Regions from separate parts of the Mus musculus genome. Here region 1 is linked to region 2. Evidence: chromatin contacts called from public promoter capture Hi-C data. All regions are on one chromosome and are shown on one strand. The core of a region is the stretch at or near the end of the contact, and the rest is flanking DNA. Distances in the headings are between cores, read along the strand shown. Region 1 holds the start of Sorbs2os (sorbin and SH3 domain containing 2, opposite strand). Region 2 holds the start of AY512931 (cDNA sequence AY512931).

Evidence for each region. Promoter capture Hi-C pulls out the DNA fragments that hold promoters and counts their contacts.
Region 1: a promoter capture Hi-C map of embryonic stem cells shows a contact between it and region 2, with 2.0 times the contacts expected there. The contact joins the promoter of Sorbs2os here to the promoter of AY512931 in region 2. A contact is called at or near these places in 4 of 39 promoter capture datasets (embryonic stem cells, liver and stem cell-derived epiblast-like cells).

The regions. Positions count from the first base shown.
Region 1 is chr8:45,817,923-45,822,391 of GRCm38.p6, forward strand. Sorbs2os (sorbin and SH3 domain containing 2, opposite strand) reads right to left here and starts at 1,375. Exons shown (of 6, transcript NR_045739.1): 1 at 1,183-1,375. Sorbs2 (sorbin and SH3 domain containing 2) reads left to right here. Exons shown (of 24, transcript NM_001205219.1): 22 at 1,797-1,846.
Region 2 is chr8:45,063,424-45,067,414 of GRCm38.p6, forward strand. AY512931 (cDNA sequence AY512931) reads right to left here and starts at 1,995. Exons shown (of 5, transcript NR_033588.1): 1 at 1,671-1,995; 2 at 1,502-1,586.

The DNA.
Region 1 (4,469 bases), core at 125-2,624, 750 kb after region 2:
GTCAAAAAGACAGTGTACTTAAATAATTAGGGAGGTTGGAGGATCAAAGGCTGTGAGCAAGTAAAAGTCTAATGATAATACTAAATACCGGACTATCACCCCCAAATCTCCTTACTAACAGGTTGATACAGTTGTTAACTTCAAAAGGAATTAGAAAAGAACTGGAAGGGTAATGTGTACATTATGGGTGACTTGCACTTGTTTCTCTGTGTATTACATTAATTAATGATTCCTTAAATTAAAAGTCTCAAAAATGTCTAGAGGAAGGTCCCTCTTATGTAGCCCTGTAGGCCGGCCTTGAGCTCACTGAGATCTGCCTCCAGAGTGCTGAGATTAAAGGCATGCACCACCATACACAGCTTAGTCTTCATTATCCTTGAAAATAATATCATTTATGCATTCGATATTTTATATTTAATAATATCGTTTGTAAATTTAAATACTGTTTTATAGGAGTAAAGCATCTATGGGGCTGGGAATTCCTATCCATTCTTCAGTTTTAAATTTATGTATTCCATCATAGATATTGAAAAAAATTACAGGAATACTACTTTAAAATGTTCCCAATTAATAGGCTTACAGCAGTGAACTTAATTTGCACTAAGTTAATGATGTGGGTTAGGAAATGACGGTTGAATTTCGAAAGGGGTCTGTTCACAGTCTCATACTGACTGCAACCCCAGGGCTCTCTACCCACCCTTGGACCAGAGGTGTCTATGGACAGTGTCAGGGTAAATCCGTCTAGTTTATGATGATCAATAGTAATGATGTGTATCCAAGCACTGGTCCTGGTACCTGAAGACGTGGCCCTAGTGACTAATTGCATTATTATTAGCTTCTAGGCTCTGCGTTTGTTATCTTAGCAGGTAGCTGTCATTTAGCAGAACAATATTTGAAATGTGAATGGGTCATATGTATCTCTTTCCCTGAAACATAGCATATGGGTGGTTGATGTAAAATACACTGAGCTTCCATATTCAACAAACATGTTCAATTGCATTCTCTGAAGTATTTGTGTGGCTATACAGGATGCTAAGGCTCGTCATTTCCAATATTATAAGTATCTATTACAGATACTGGTCTTGATGCTTAGTTTAAAAAGAAAGGAAACTCTTTTGAGAGTTCAGTGCACTGGGGATTCCTACCAATATTTCTCTTCGAAGGTAAAGCATTATATGTTACCTGGATCTTGTCCGTTTGCATTCTTCTTAAAGTTCTCTGTGTTCCCTTTGGAAAACTGCATGTGCTTCCCTGACCCGGCCCTCACCCGGTTGCGAGCGGAGAGTTTAAATTCGCATCCAGCATGGGATGTCTGGCTCTTGACTTTTTCATCTGTACCGTACGTGGCAATGTCTTCCGTGAAGGGAAAGGCTGGGAGCGAGTGTGGTTCCGGCTGGGCGTGACTTCCCTCTGCTTGTCTGAGAAAGCGCTGGAGAGTGAGGTTGAATGGTGTCCAGCCTCCCCGCTCCTGTGGTTTTTGTTCTTGCTCTTGCCATATTCCTGACCTTGGAAAAATCAATGAGACTAAATGTCAACTTCCCCCAAAGCTTGAGGAGACCAGATTGTGCTCAAAAGTTTGAACCTCGGGTATTTTGACTTTAAGCACCCTTCAAAATACTTGAATTACTAAGCATACAGAAACCCTTTATTTGGTGGACTTTTTTTTTCTTCCTCTTGGTTTTTTACAACAGGAAATATTAAATGTCAAGAAAAAAAAGTACCATGCTATTACCCAAATTGCCTTTTTAATGATACCAGTTCAAACATTGATGACATTGAAAATCATTTCGTTTCAGCCACAGCGTCCTGGGTTCTCTCATGAAAACATTCAAGGTGGGGGAGAACCGTAAGTATTCTTCTTATCTTCTAAATGAAAGGCTAACCTCGAGCCACAAGGTGGGCAATACAGGCACCACATAGATACAGAGGATAGTAGGACTTTGCAAGTGATGGGGATCAAATAGCAAACATGGGGTCTCCAGTACAAGAGATCACATTGTTCTGCTTTGTCAATGAGATCAGATGCTAAGGTTTAAGGGAAAACAGAAGGGCTGGTGGGATAACTCAATGGTTACGAGAACTGGCTGCTCTTCCAAAGGACCTAGGTTCAATTCCCAGCATCCACAAGGTGGCTCATAACCATCTGTCACTCCAGTTCCAGAGGGTCCAACACCCTCTCCTAGCTTCCATGGGTACCAGGCACTCAAGTGGTACAAATACAAACATGTGAGCAAAACAAGTATATACATACAATTAAAATATAAATAAGTAATAGAAGAAAACAGAAAATGATTTGTACACGGAGGAAATCATACAATGTTCTACTGACTCCTACACATTTAGAAATCTGCCTTTTCCTTGGCTGGCTGTGTAACTGGTAACCACAACTTTGTTTCACCTTTGAATACTTCAAAAGTATACTTAAGGTATAATTCCAAAATTATAACATGTGCTTTAAAATGTCTTTTGAAAAAAAATAGCAGTATTAAAGCACTCACTACTGTTCAAATGTATGATACAATCTCCATGCACAGCAAGAATGTGCCTTTTCAAATGTTCCCCCCAAATCTCCTCTCCTTTCTGACACATACATTAAACCAACCTGCAAGTACCAGCCATTGTCTTTCAGAGTTTCATTTGTCTTTCTATGGCCCAGTTTACAGTAGCGACTCAGATAAATAGAGACAAAAGGGCACTTCGCTTCCTATGGACCCCTGCCTGTGCTGAGTGAAAAGGACACCTCCAGAAGCCACACCATGGTCCTCAGCCTTGCCCCGTACACCTCAGCACTCTGCCCAAGCTCTGCTCACTAGTAAAAAACCATGCTGACCAAAGATGACTTTTTGTGGGCAGGCCCTGGTACAGAACTGGTGTTTTCTGCACCAAAAGTCTTGGTTCTTCATGGTTGAAAAGGCGCCTTTTGGACCTCACCACTATTTTCTGAAAGTGCCTCTCCCCCACTCTGGCTGGAAAAGTGTTCTTCTGAAGTCCCCACCACAACCAGACTAGGTGAAAAGCAAGGGTCACTGAAAAACTTCACTTAACTGCAAAACTTTAAGAACACTTCTCAATAATGTTTCTGCTGTTCTTTTAAGTGTGCCAACAATGAGAGGATTGAGGCACAACACTACACCCCGTTTGTAACATTCTTGTTACAAAATAGATGTCTAGGGTGACCGCATTTTGTTAGCATGCTCTATTAAACAGCTTTCCAGATGTATGAAAATTGTGTTCTGTTGAACTTTGTTGTGTGTATGCAGCTGTGGCATGTGGCTGTTCTAAAATCACAGAGCCCACAGGTGGAGAAAACTACACTTTAAAGCATTGCTTTCGCCGTTATTCTTTATCAAATTTATGTTCCATTGCAGCCTTAATCAGAGGGATTATGAAATGTTAGCTAATTGCATATCTTTTAAAAACATATGTATTTTCTGAAGCAAAAGTAGAAACCTAAGCCATGTTGTTATGGTCCAGTTTTATTGTCCAGGGACAATAAAAGGTTTGGGTTATAGAGAAATTGACAAATTTATTTTTGAGGCAGTCTTGATCCACCCCCTGCCACCACCTCCATCTTACCAACATCTTTCAAAGCAGTACTGTTGTTATTTTAATTGGGCTGCATTTCCTGTGTGCAGCACTGATTTTGAAAACCAGCAGAGGTAGAAGAATTTCCAGGAAGGTTTGTTTATGTTTCCATAAAAACTTGTGAGGGTGCGTATGTGTGTGTGTGTGTGTGCGTGTGTGTGTGTGTGTGTGTGTGTGTGTGTGTGTGTGTGGGTGTGTGTGATCTAATTAAACCGCTATGGTAAATAAATTCTGACAAGCATATTTGGCTTTCATCATATAAAAATGAGCTGGGAATCCATGCCAAGGATGGTTTGTTAGTTCTGGGGACCTCGAGACTTCTCAGGCAGCTGCAGTTTGTAGCCTTAAATAGGCCTGTAAGTGGTTGGAACTCGGCCTCGGCCTCAGTAAGGCTAGAGAGTAAGAAACTGAAGGAGAGAGAATCACTTTCTCAAAGTGACTATGGAATATATCCATTGACATACCAGCCAGGGACAACAACCATGTCACACCTCAAGTTTGAGATTGGACAAGGGACCTTGCTGACAGCCCCCTTCCCTGTGAACATCCCAAATTACATCATTCTATCACCTGACCAGCCTCAGATGAACACGTGAACAACACAATGATTTTCCTCTTATCTCTTTTCTGGGCCCCAGGTGGGCATCCTAGTGAGGTGGCCCCGCCCAGTCTTACTTGCCACCTCTTCTAGGGTCTGGCTTTGTTTCTCTCCTTAACCACAGGCTGAAGCCTCTCCCAACAAAAGACCTCAGCAGACTCCAAATGGCTCAAAGTATGTAAATGACTGAAATTACCCACTAGAAGAGAACGTTATTAAGAAGGGAAGAAATCTCTAATGTGGGAACTTGGATGCCAGGCTCCAGAAAGGCTAAGCTCTTTCCTAG
Region 2 (3,991 bases), core at 745-3,244:
GTCCCCACTCTGCACCTGGCCTCATTCTTTCATTCTATTCGTCATCACCTGGCTCTTTCACCTCGTGAGCCGTGTTCTCAAATATTAGCTTAGACCGCTTTCTCTTTACCCAGTCAACATAACCGGCAACAGAAGTTACTTAGGAGGAGTGGGGGCCACTGACTGTGAAGCAGTTTCTTGGTGTGGTTACAGGGTCACAAGCATGGAGCTACGGAACAATCCTTTATTACGGAGAGCAGCCTGTTGGGTGCTTACGGAAGCCCCTGGCTTGATTTCCAGAATGCAGGAGGCTGGGCGGGGCGGCACATGCTTGCAATCCTAACCCTCAGGGAGCAGAAGCAGGAAGGTCAGAAGTTCAAAGTGACCCTTGGCTAGGGCCTTTGAGGTCAGAGTTGCGTGAGATCCCATCTTACAACAAAACACCCCCCCCCCCCCCACACACACACACACACAAAACAAAGAGCAAAATTATTATATTATGGGCTTGGTTTTTTGTTTGTTTGTTTGTTTGTTTTGCTTTGTTCTGGTTTTGTCTCTCGGTGAGAGTAGATCATAAAGAGCCTTTCTGCTCACTTTGTAAATCTTTTCAAAACTAAAGCAGCTGGAGTGATGGCTCTGCGGTTAAGAGCACTGACTGCTCTTTCAGGGATCCTGAGTTCAAATCCCAGCAACCACACAGTGGCTCACAACCATCTGTAATGGGATCTGATGCCCTCTTCTTGTCTGAAGACAGCTACAGTGTACTAATACATAAAATAAAAATAAATCTGTAAAAACAAACCTAAAGCAGCTGGGGGGGGGGCGGGGGCGGGCGGGACATCTCTGAGTGAATTTCCAGCTCAGAACACAAGAACAATACCCTCATGGACCACTGACCACTTCATGCTTCGCTGAGAGAAAAGGACATAGAATGACGCCCTCCTGTCCTTGCTGGCAAGAACAATGGAGGTGAGGCTCTTGGGCCCCTAGTTCAGAAAGTACCATCCCCCCTCACTGTTAGCATTTCTTCTAGGCTCCGCCCCACAGTTACCTGGCAACAGCCAGGAGTGCCTGACTCACTATAAAAGGGACTGTTTTCTCCTCTCTCTCTCTCTCTCTCTCTCTCTCTCTCTCTCTCTCACACACACACACACACACACACACACACACACACACACACACCCCTTCTCTGTCCCTTCTCTCCCCATTCCCCTCCCCCACTCTCTCTCCACGTGTTCATGGTCTCCTCTGTCTCTTTCCCTCTCCCTTCCCCTCCCCCCCCCCTCCCTCTCCCTTTCTCTGTCTCTACCACCCCCTCAACTCCCCTCCTCATGACCTGAATAAACTCTATTCCATACTATATCTGACACTTGGCTGGTCCCTCAGCAGGAAGGAATGCCTCAGCAAGGGCCTGCGCCTCACCATACCAAAAATATCCCTGGCCTTTCTGTCTTTCTGGGTAGTGGTCGGGGTGGAAAGGGAACCGGTTCACTGGGGGTGCTCCACCAGTATTATCACTCACTTGTCTGAAATCTTTTACCTATGGTCAGCTCCATTATTGTGTCTCCTCCAGCACGACCACACACAGAGGCCCCTCTCTGGCTCTCCTGGAAAAAAAAAAAACAAAAACAAAAACAAAAAAACTTATTTTTCACAGTCATGGTTCCTGGGTTCCAAATGTTTTGACTTACTGAAGTTTCCCAGGCGTGCTCAGGAGACACTTGGAACGAAATTGCTCATGACATTCAGGTCCCGGTTCTAATTCAAGCTTTATGGCGGGCCCCTCTAGAAAAAATAGAACCTCTCCTAAGATCAAAGGGATTGGAGTTCCCCACACCCTCGGGGTTTAAGATGAGGTCTCAGCCCTGCTATAGATGGGCTAACTCATGGCTGAAATCTAATGTTTTCTTGAGGCAGAACTAAGTTTATCAAATCTGGACAAGTCTCTGTTGCTTTAGAGGTAGGCGAATTTCTATACATGTGGCACCAGGTGTGCTCTCTCCCTCTCCCTCTTTCTCTCCCTCTTTCTCTCCCTCTCCCCCTCCTCCCTCTCCCTCCCCCTCTCCTCCTCTCCCTCTCCCCCTCTCTCTCCCCCTCTCCCCTTCTTCCCCTCCCCCTCCCCCCTCTCTCCCCCTCTCCCTCTCCCCCTCCCCTCCCCTTCCCTCTCCCCCTCCTCCCTCTCCTCCCTCTCCTCCCTCCCTCTCCCTCCCCCCCCCCTGTGTGGTGTGTTCACACAGTGTGATGGTTTGTATATCCTTGGACCAGGGAGTGGCACCATCTGAAGGCGTGGCCTTGTTGGAATAGGTGTGAACTGGTTGGAATGGGTGTGTCACTGTGGGTGTGGGCTTAAGATCCTCACCCTAGTTGCCTGGAAGTCAGTCTTCCACTAGCAGCCTTTGGATGAAGACATAGAACTCTCAGCTCCTCCTGCGCCATGCTTGCCTGGATACTGCCAGGCTCCCACCTTGATGATAATGGACTGAACCTCTGAACCTGTAAGCCAGCCCCAATTAAATGTTGTTTTTTATAGACTTGTCTTGGTCATGGTGTCTGTTCACAGCAGTAAAACCCTAACTAAGACACACAGCAATATCCTTTATTTGAGCCCAGCAGGCAGTGTTCAGGTGTATAATGTATGATCATACATCTTCTCTTTCAGTGGTAGAAAAAAAAATCCCACAGAGGCTTTTAATGTATTCAGGACTTGTGTTCAGCAAGGTTTTGAGCAGCAGAGAACCCATTTATAGGGAAATTAATGATTCAGTTTCTCACCTGTAGTTGGAAGGAAAAAAAGAATGTATCTTTCTCTGTTAGCTACTGTGATAGACAAATGCTCTTGTCCTACCAGGAGACCTCATTCCTTTCCCAGCATGCCACTGGAGATCCAGCCCTCCTCTGAGATAAAGCACTTCTGGGTCTGCTTTGAGCTCAGGCATTCTTTCCAGGTCAGTCTCAGGAGTTGCATGGAGAGTGCAGGAGCTATGTCTTGTAGCAGTTCCCACAAAGATCACAAGTCCATCTTTAAGCTGTTCTTGTCCACTGCAGCTCTTACTGTAAACCATAACTGAAAAATCAGCTCTCTTGTGGGCCCCACTTTTCAGGCTTACTAGGTGTGTGTGTATGTGTGTGTGTGTGTGTGTGTGTGTGAGAGAGAGAGAGAGAGAGAGAGACAGAGAGACAGAGAGACAGAGAGACAGAGAGAGAGACAGCCAAGGCACATGTGTCAGAGAACAACCTTGGGCCTTGGGTGTGAGTCCTTGCCTTCTGCCTTGTTTGAGGCAGTCTTTATTGGTCCGTGTTGGAAACACCGGGCTTTGGACTTATAACTGTTCCTCTCTGCTCCCCATCGGGACACAGAGGCATGTCTGTGTGGGATCTGGAGATAAGAACTCAGGACTTTCAAAAAGGGGCTGGGATGGGAGGAACTGGGACAAGTAAAGGGAACAAAAACCATAATCAGGATGTATTAGATGAGAAAAAAAATTGATTTTTAATGAAATGTGGGAAAGGAACTTAGGTCTCAAACTTAGCAAGTTGAGCCATTGGGCCGTCTTGTTAGCCCAGTTTTGGTTTTTTTAAAAATATACAATTTACAAGGACTTCAGAGAGAAAATGGAGGAAAAAGCTTTGTGTATTTACCCCCAAATTGAGCCTTTTTGATTTTGAGTAGTGGTACCAGGAACTAAACCCAGGGCTTTAGGTATGCTAAACATATACTATACACCAGTGACACCCTCTAATTCTCAATTTCCAGTTTTAATTATTTCTAATTATGAGCCCTAGTCATCTTGCCATTATTTTTACCCACACTCACTCAAAAATGTTACACTCGTTACATTGCATTACAATGCTTCATTGTTACATCATATATTCACATACATATATCATGTCATATATCAACAATATACATCATGTCATATATCATATATATCATATCATATATTGTATTGCTATACCATATATCATCTCCTGTTTTATATAGTTTATGTTATGTTTTTCTTATTATAGGTGT